Regions from separate parts of the Mus musculus genome. Here regions 2 and 3 are each linked to region 1. Evidence: chromatin contacts called from public Micro-C and promoter capture Hi-C data. All regions are on one chromosome and are shown on one strand. Each heading gives the region's core, a stretch centred on a gene start, on an enhancer-like site or on the middle of the called end of the contact. The rest is flanking DNA. Distances are from core to core; before and after follow the strand shown.

What was found. A called contact is a pair of places that touch in the nucleus more often than the background predicts. Capture Hi-C pulls out chosen DNA fragments and counts their contacts.
Region 2: a promoter capture Hi-C map of adipose tissue shows a contact between it and region 1, with 2.4 times the contacts expected there. The contact joins the promoter of Taf5 here to the promoter of Ldb1 in region 1. A contact is called at or near these places in 1 of 39 promoter capture datasets (cranial neural crest), 1 of 115 datasets of contacts at active chromatin or transcription factors (embryonic stem cells) and 1 of 9 other capture datasets (adipose tissue).
Region 3: a contact with region 1 is called in a Micro-C map of embryonic stem cells, with 2.2 times the contacts expected there. The contact joins the promoter of Lzts2 here to the promoter of Ldb1 in region 1. A contact is called at or near these places in 1 of 39 promoter capture datasets (pre-B cells), 2 of 484 Hi-C or Micro-C datasets (embryonic stem cells and uterus), 6 of 115 datasets of contacts at active chromatin or transcription factors (astrocytes, embryonic midbrain, embryonic stem cells and 3 more) and 1 of 9 other capture datasets (embryonic stem cells).

Annotation. Positions count from the first base shown.
Region 1 is chr19:46,044,024-46,046,572 of GRCm38.p6, reverse strand. Ldb1 (LIM domain binding 1) reads left to right here and starts at 1,262. Exons shown (of 11, transcript NM_001113408.2): 1 at 1,262-1,743. The coding sequence starts at 1,719.
Region 2 is chr19:47,066,486-47,069,034 of GRCm38.p6, reverse strand. Taf5 (TATA-box binding protein associated factor 5) reads right to left here and starts at 1,287. Exons shown (of 11, transcript NM_177342.3): 1 at 709-1,287. The coding sequence starts at 1,270.
Region 3 is chr19:45,016,853-45,019,401 of GRCm38.p6, reverse strand. Lzts2 (leucine zipper, putative tumor suppressor 2) reads right to left here and starts at 1,267. Exons shown (of 5, transcript NM_001130526.1): 1 at 1,172-1,267.

The sequences.
Region 1 (2,549 bases), core at 13-2,512:
AACCCCTAAGGTTGGGATATGTGGTCTCATGGCACCTTAACCTCCACCTTTGTAACTCTCCCCTGGACAGTCAAGCCAGCTGTGCAAACTCCTAAATCGGGGTAGGGAAATCAAACACCTTTTTCAAACAATCCCCATTTTAGCAACAAAGGGAAGAGGGAAGCCAGTGTAACCAGTCTAGTTCAGATACCTTAGACAGGGAATACCAGCCCCCAGAATCTACCCAGGGAATACACCACGAAGCTTAAGAGAAGCTAAGGCTTGGGGGACACCCCCCCCCCGAACTCCTTCTAGCAGCTCCCCTCCTCCCTGCTAATAGGTATTTCCTGTTTATGAGGCAGCTAGGGCTGGGCTTTGGAGAAGGGATGGAAGAGTTCTTCCCTTCCATGGGTTGGGTTGAGGAGTCCTTGAGGACTGCCTGAAGGTTGGGAGGGTTCTCCCTTTGGAAGATAGACTGACTGTCCAGGATGCCCCACCCCCAACCCTCCCCGCGGCCTCTGCCCCTATGGGTAGGGGGCACTGAAGGAGTAGGTTTCCTGTTCTCCACCTCCAAAACAGGGAGCTGCTTCCAGGGGGCGGAGGATGGGGGTGGGTGGGTAGAAGGCTCCAGGGCTGGAAGAAGAAAGTGGGGGAAGGGAAGTGTCTTAACTGGTGCGTCAGAGCCTGCAAGAGGAAAGGATGGCTTTGGTAGTGCTCCCCCCCTTCCCAGCCTAATGGTCATACCACAGCCCTTGTGTCCCCTTGCAAAATGCGGACCTCAGGCCCTTAGGCGGGGGAGGGTGGGGTCCCTTCTTAATTAACCCTTTTAGCTCTAGTCCCAACTGGTTTAGCAGGCATGGTCTGGTTAATTTAGAAAGGGGATGAGTCTAGGGGTTGCTCTGAGAATTAGGAGAGTGCTCCTTTTCCCACCCAGCTTCGGGTGGAGCGCGCCACACAGGGTCTCCGCAAAGAGCACAGGCAGGGGTCAGCGCCCCATCCCTCCCGGGGGTGGAGAGAGGGTACACCTCACTACCCACCCAGGCTCCGCCTCCCCCAATCCCCGCTCCCGCTCAGCCACGCTCCCAACCCCGCGCACCCGGAGGACGGACGCCGAGCGTGAGGCTTCGCCTCCTCCCGCTCCCCGGCGCCCGCCCTCGCCGGGGTCTCTGCCTCCGTCTCGTTTTTTAAGAGCTGCGTCACACGCATGCCGTTCCCGGGAGCGCTCCCTGCCCCTCGCCGCGCGGCGCACGCACGTCGCCGCTCGCGCCGCGCTCGCCCGGGTCACTTTGACACGGCTCTCCCCTCCCACTACCAGGACAATTAGCATATTAATAAAGCCCGGCCCAGCCCGACTCTGGCCGGAGAGCCGGCGCTTGCGAGAGGGAGAGGACGCGCGAACGAACGGGAGCGAGCGCGAGGGCGGCGGCGGGGAGGGCGGCGGGAGCGCACAGACACGCACACGCACACGCGCACACACGGACACACACTCCGGGGACGCACACCCGCGCGTACACACGCAGAGGCAGCTCGCCTTCCTGCCTGGCTTCCTTCCTGTCTGCTCCGCGCCTGACAGGCCCCTCGCTGCAGGCAGGGGCGGCCCGCACCGGGCAGAGGCCGGGCCGGGCCGGCGGCGCGGGCATCGGGGGCCGCGGGCGGCGGCAGCGGCTCATGCCCGGCCTGTCCCTGCGAGGGGCGGGCATCGTGACTCGGCTGGGCCCCCAGCGGCGGGCGATGTGAAGATGTCAGTGGGCTGTGCCTGTCCTGGTGAGTGGGTCTCGAGGCCGCCTGGCCCCTCCCTCCCTTTCGGCCCCCTAACCCCTGGTTTGGAGAGGATTTGTATGTGGGGGGCATCGAAGGCATGGTGGGGGTCGGGGGCTGTATAGAGTTAGAGGGGCCTCGATCGGGGCCGGGTTTTCTCATCTGTATAAATACGCAGCAGCCCAGCGGCACGGGAAGGGGGTGCTAAGGATGGCTTGTAATTTTTTTTTGAGGGGGGGGAGGCTAACTGGGGAGGGATGGGGGGGGACTGAAATTCCCAGAATTCCAGGGTGTTAGCCAATCAGAAGTGACTTTGGACTTTTGACCCCCCCCTCAGGTCATCGTAGAGTTCTGATTGGCTGATTTGGGTTTCCCCCCCTTCCCTGCTGTTTATTGCCTCTTACATATTTTGTGACATTCCCCCCCTCGGGCTGTTTCTTAGGATGCTGTTTGGGGGAGGAGTTGATTGGAGCCCATCTTACCCCCCTTTAACTTTTCCTGTCTGTTGCCAGGGTAGGTTGGCCCTCCTGAGGGACAAAAAGCACTCCTAGGGGGTGTCAGATAATTGGGCCCTTGGGTCTGCTATCTCAGTCTTCGTGGGAGGGGGAGTGTAGCAGTTCCAGGTAGGCCGTGAAGTTAAGAGTGGTTTGCAGATTCGAGTTGGGGGAGCAATGCTTGACACCCCCCCCCCAGTGAAAACTTGAGGACTCAAATTCAAATCACAACCCTCTCTAACAGGTATCAGAGCTTGCCAGGGAACACCTGTGTCTGAGAGTGCCTTGAGATTTTTCTTGTACGGTCGGGGTATAAGG
Region 2 (2,549 bases), core at 38-2,537, 1.0 Mb before region 1:
CCTTTAACTGACATCACACAAGAAAAAGCAACAGAGACAAAAAGGTCTGCCCCACTCCTGCCCGTAGACTTAAGAGTTTTCAAAAGCTCTGCAAGGCAGATTCCCAGACTCTGCCCTTACAGAGTTTAATAAGCCTTAAGTGATGCTCAGAAATCCTCTAAAACACTTAACACCAGCGGTTCTCAGCCCACATTCTAAGAAACACTTACAACCTCCACTCTGGAGGTGTTATCCAAAGCAAGCCCTTCCGGCTTTGCTCAAAAAGTCCGTTGTCTCGTCTCAAAAGGAGAGATGAGAACTATACAGTTGTGAAAAATCAAGACACGGAAAGTACCTGCTGTACAATAGTAGTATGGGAATGTGACAGTACGATACTCGTGTTCACGCGAACCCAATCCTAGGTTCCTAAGTCTAAGTAAGAGCAGAAACCCCGAAACCCCTAAGGTTCCCCTCTTCTGTCAATCCCCGGTCCCTGGCGCCTCCCTCGACTCCACAGCCCTGCTGCTCAGCCTCTGGCTGGAACTGACAGCTCAGAAGAGGGTTTGACTGCGCAGCCGGCGCAGGAGCGAAAGGGGCGGGCGTGTGGCCCTAGAGGCGGGCCCAGGAAATTCAAAACAAGCCCGCAGAGGTGCAGGCCCGCCAGCCCTCGCCTTCCCGGCTAGCTCCCCTTCCAGCCGGCGCTCCTCAGCCCGGGAGCCCGAGACTCACCCTTTCCCGGAGCCGCAGGACCTGAGGCTGAACCCGAGAACACCGAGGTCACCGAGGCGCCCGTCCCCGGAGGCTCGGGGGCCGCAGAGCCGGGAACTGAAGCGGTGACCCGGCTGAGAAGCGCGCTGGCCGCCTCCGCGCCGGCCCCGTCCAACTCTCCCGGAGCTCCGGAGCCCGCCACCGCCTCCTCCAGCAGCCGGGCCTCCCGGCGCAGCGCCTCTTCGGCCTCGCGGAGGTTGCTCTGCCGGAGGAATTGCAGCACGGCCAGGAGGGTCTGTCGGTCGTGGGGAGCGCCGGCCTCCGCCGGAGCGGCGGGCACCGGGGCCGCCCCCGCCGGGGCAGCGGCGGAGACAGCCACCCCAGGCTTGGGGGTCCCGCCGTCCCCGCCGGCCGCCGCTGCCACTGCCACATTCCCGCCGCCGCCGCCGTTGGGGCCGTTGTTGGGAGTGCCGCCGCTCCCCTCGCCTGCGCCGTCGCCAGCCTGCGGAGGTAGCAGCGTCGGCGGTCCCTCAGGCTCTAGCTTGACCGCCACCTCCGTCTGCTCCTCCGCCAGCGCCGCCATCTTGCGGCTGAGCCACCTCGCGCCGTCAAGCGTGACTGCGTTTTCGCCACATGGAGGGCGGGGGTAGGGCGTTTCACGACAGCCGGGGCAGGCCATTTACGGCAGTGGGAGGAGCTAGCGAGGAGAAAAGGCACGAGAAAGAGCTACTTTCAAAACCGAGCGAAAGGCAGGCAGGAAGTGGGAGTTGCTTACCGTCAGTCTCTATTGCATTTGCCTGCTAATTACCGTTTATTGCATTCAGGCGATGAGATAGCCGTTTTATATTATACGAGCTCTTTTAATTCAACAAGTTTAAAGGTGCTAATCCCTGGAGTCTTTACAGACGGCTTAACCAGAATCCAAAGAGGTTAAATACCATGCTAAAATCACACGCGAAGAAAACGATTCACGCCCAGGTATTTAATTCAAAAGCACATAGCATTTATCAGAAAGAGGCCTCCTAGTTACTGGAAAGGCTCTCTGATGCTGTGGGCTGAGCAGTGGTTACTTTTTCAGTTTTTCTTTCTTTCTTTTTTTTTTTTTTTTTTTGGTTTGGTTTGTTTTTTCGAGACAGGGTTTCTCTATAGAGCCCTGGCTGTTCTGGAACTCACTTTGTAGACCAGGCTGGCCTCGAACTCAGAAATCCGCTGAGTGCTGCGATTAAAGGCGTGCGCCACCACGCCCGGCTCTTTTTCACTTTTTATTCCTGTAAAAATCTAGCTTTGTGAACTTTACAGTATATGTTATATCGTTTATTTTTTTTAAAAAAGCCTTTAAGCTGGATGTAGTTTCTAAAAATAAATTTAAGCCGAAGATAGAGGTCACAGGATCGCCTCAGCAAGTTCTAGATCAGTCAGGGCTACACTGTCTCCGGAGACCTTGTCTCCAACAAGAACAAGAACAACAAAACCAAAACCAACAACAAAATCAACTATAAAGTTAAAGAGAAAAAAAAGTTAATTTCTTCTCATTCCTTGTTACCAAATAAACCATTTCTGTCCTAAGGAAAAAATTTTTTTTCCTTTTTAAAGAAAAGATTAAGGCAGGGTCTTATGCACGCAGGCTGGCCTTGAACCTGCTGTGAAGTTAAGGGGGACCTTGAATTTCTGGTCCTCCTGCCTTCACCTTCCAAGTGTAGGGGTCCAGCTAAAAAGTTTTTATATAGACGTTTTTATGACTAAAATGTTTCTACTGTGTATTAATTACCCATTGTTACTATTTTGTTGTTGTTTGGGGCAGTACTAGGAAGTGAACCTCACCCTGCCTCTTGAATCCTAGGCAGTGTTCTGCTGCTGGGCTA
Region 3 (2,549 bases), core at 18-2,517, 1.0 Mb after region 1:
AGTTACATGGATTCCTACTGTACACAAGAAAAGTGTGTGAAAGCTCCCCAGGACCAATCTGTATAAGTGAGCGTTCTGGGAGTGCATGAGGACCTGGGTGACATTCAAAGCCACCAATGTGAATGGGGACTCCTCCTCCCTAAAACTTTTTTTTAACTTAAGAGTTTGAGGAAAGGTGAGATCACAGTGCCTGACGCCCTTGCCCCATCTTATCTTTGTATATTGTTCTCCACTAAGTGCCTCTAAGTGTTAAGACCAGAGACTCACAGGAGTCCAGCGTGAGGAAGGAGTTGCTAAGAGCTAGGGTAGGAACTGAAGTGTAGCAACTTCTCTGTAGGGTAGGTACTGAGATCGCCCCCAAAAGGTCCAGCCTAGGGATGGAGACTGCTCCACAGTATAGTGAGGAGTGAGAAGGGGCTGGCACTCCTGTCCCTACTCCAGAGGACACAGAAAGTGAGACCCAGAAGGAAGGGCAAGGGCCGGGGTAGACACTCAGAGAGACAGGAGCCAGAAGACAGAAGAGACAAAGGCCAAGAGGCTCAGACACGAGGAGCCAGAGGCAGACCCATGAGTTAGGGTCGCTGAAGCTACACAGGCAAGGACCCCTAAAGCCAGAGGAGCCACAGAGCTGAGCTCTGAGGGCCAGGCGTCAGGAAAGCCAGGCCTAGCCAGCCTGGCTCCCGCTTTTGAGGCCCAAGAGAGAAGGAGGGGCAAGCGGCTCCATTTTGAGAAATGCGTTTGTAGCTGTGGGAAAAAGAAAGCCCTGGTTCTCCCCAGCACTCCCTGACCTATCACTATGGTACACAGACCCCTGCGCCCCCACCCCAGCAAGTAAGCTGGGGGTTCTAGAGTCTGGGGCCGCGCCAGGGCCTGAGATGAGTCTGGCCCACGTCCCAACTCTCTGACCTCAGGGCTGGGGTTGGAGAGTTGGGGAAAGTCCCCCCAAACACACACACTCAAACTCCAGAGACCAGTCAAGCAGGATCCAGTCTGGGATCACGAGTTGCCATTCCGAGACTGAAAGCCCAGAGTCGTCGTGTCCCCCCACCCCCCCCCCCGCCACCCACAATAGTCCGCTCCTTCCATAAACTGGGGGCGTCTATGGAATGCCACCTCCCCACCGGACCGCATCGCTTAGAAGTTGGGGCACCCTCAGCCCTGGACCCCTCACCTCCGCCGCGCTGCTCCATGCTCAGCCCCGGGCCGCCCCAGCACTCCACAGGCGCGCCGCCCGCTCCAGCCCGCGCGCGGCCACTCGGAGCTGCCCGGCTCGGCCCCGCCTCCGCCCAGCCGGCGCCCCCGGCCCTGACCGGCCCCCGCCCGGCCCGAGTGGGCGGTGCGCACTGATGGGGGGAGGGGTCCGAGGGGCGTTCCCGCCCCGGGGAGCGGACACGCGCAAGTAACCCACGTCACGCGTGCCAGCCAGGGCGCACGCGGGGGCTGCTCGGCGGCGCTCGGGATTCCTCCCAGAGTGGCCTAGCAACTGTGTGTGTGTGTGTGTGTTGTGTGTGTGTGTGTGTGTGTGTGTGTGTGTGTGTGTGTGTGTGTGTGTGTGTGTGTGTGTGTGTTAAGTGTGGTGTGTGTGTGTGCTCGGTAGCGCTCGGGATTCCTCCCAGAGTGGCCTAGCGACTCTGTGTGTGTGTGTGTGTGTGTGTGTGTGTGTGTGTGTGTGTGTGTGTGTTAGGAGGCTCGGCCGGCTCGAGACTCATCGAGCCGGGTCACCATCGCCTATCCCTGCCGGAGCCCAAGGGCCAGCGGCAGCTGGTCATTGTTCCAGCACAAAGAGCCAAGGCGCGGCGCCAGCCCCGCCCCTCCCCCTCCGCTCCTCTAGGAGAAGCTTCCCTCCTCAGTCTCCAGCTTCCCGGTCCATGGGGAGGCCGAGGGGGTCAGCCATCCCTCTCCAGTTGCCGGCTCCTGGGCACAAGTTGAGGGACTGGCTCGGTCGCTGTCTGTCCCACCCCCAGCAGGCTGGAGGTCACACGCTTGGATTTTCCAAATCGGCGCCACCTGGTGGCCCTTTCCAGCAACTTACCAGCCCCCCCCCCCCAAGACCCCCACCAATCCCACTCCCTTTCCAGCACAGCACCCTCGGGCCGCGAGCCCAGGCTTGTCCCTGGCATGGCTCCAGCCTCCCTAGCCGAACCTCGGGGGTCATTTGCTATGAGAAGGGTCGCTGCTCAAAGGGGGTGGGAGGGATACCTGACCCCCAATAATCTCAAGAACGAACAGCTCAAACCTACACTGGCTCCGCAGCAGACATCCCAAAGTCTCTCTTGGGGTCACAAATATTTTTACCCTCTCGAAAACAACAGTCTTAACACCCACACGACCTTTCCCACATTCAGTCTCGGGCAGCCACAGTCAGTCTCATCCATCACGTGGCTCCATAGATCTTCATTCCATAATCCTTCAGGCCAACTCACAGAAGGCTTGGTGTTTCGTGCACGGGAGAGTGCACAACAGTCCTTTGCATCCAGTCACATTCTTTAAATACACTCAGCCTCCCAACCCTCTTCCACGCAATGACAGCCGGATTCAGCCACTCTGGA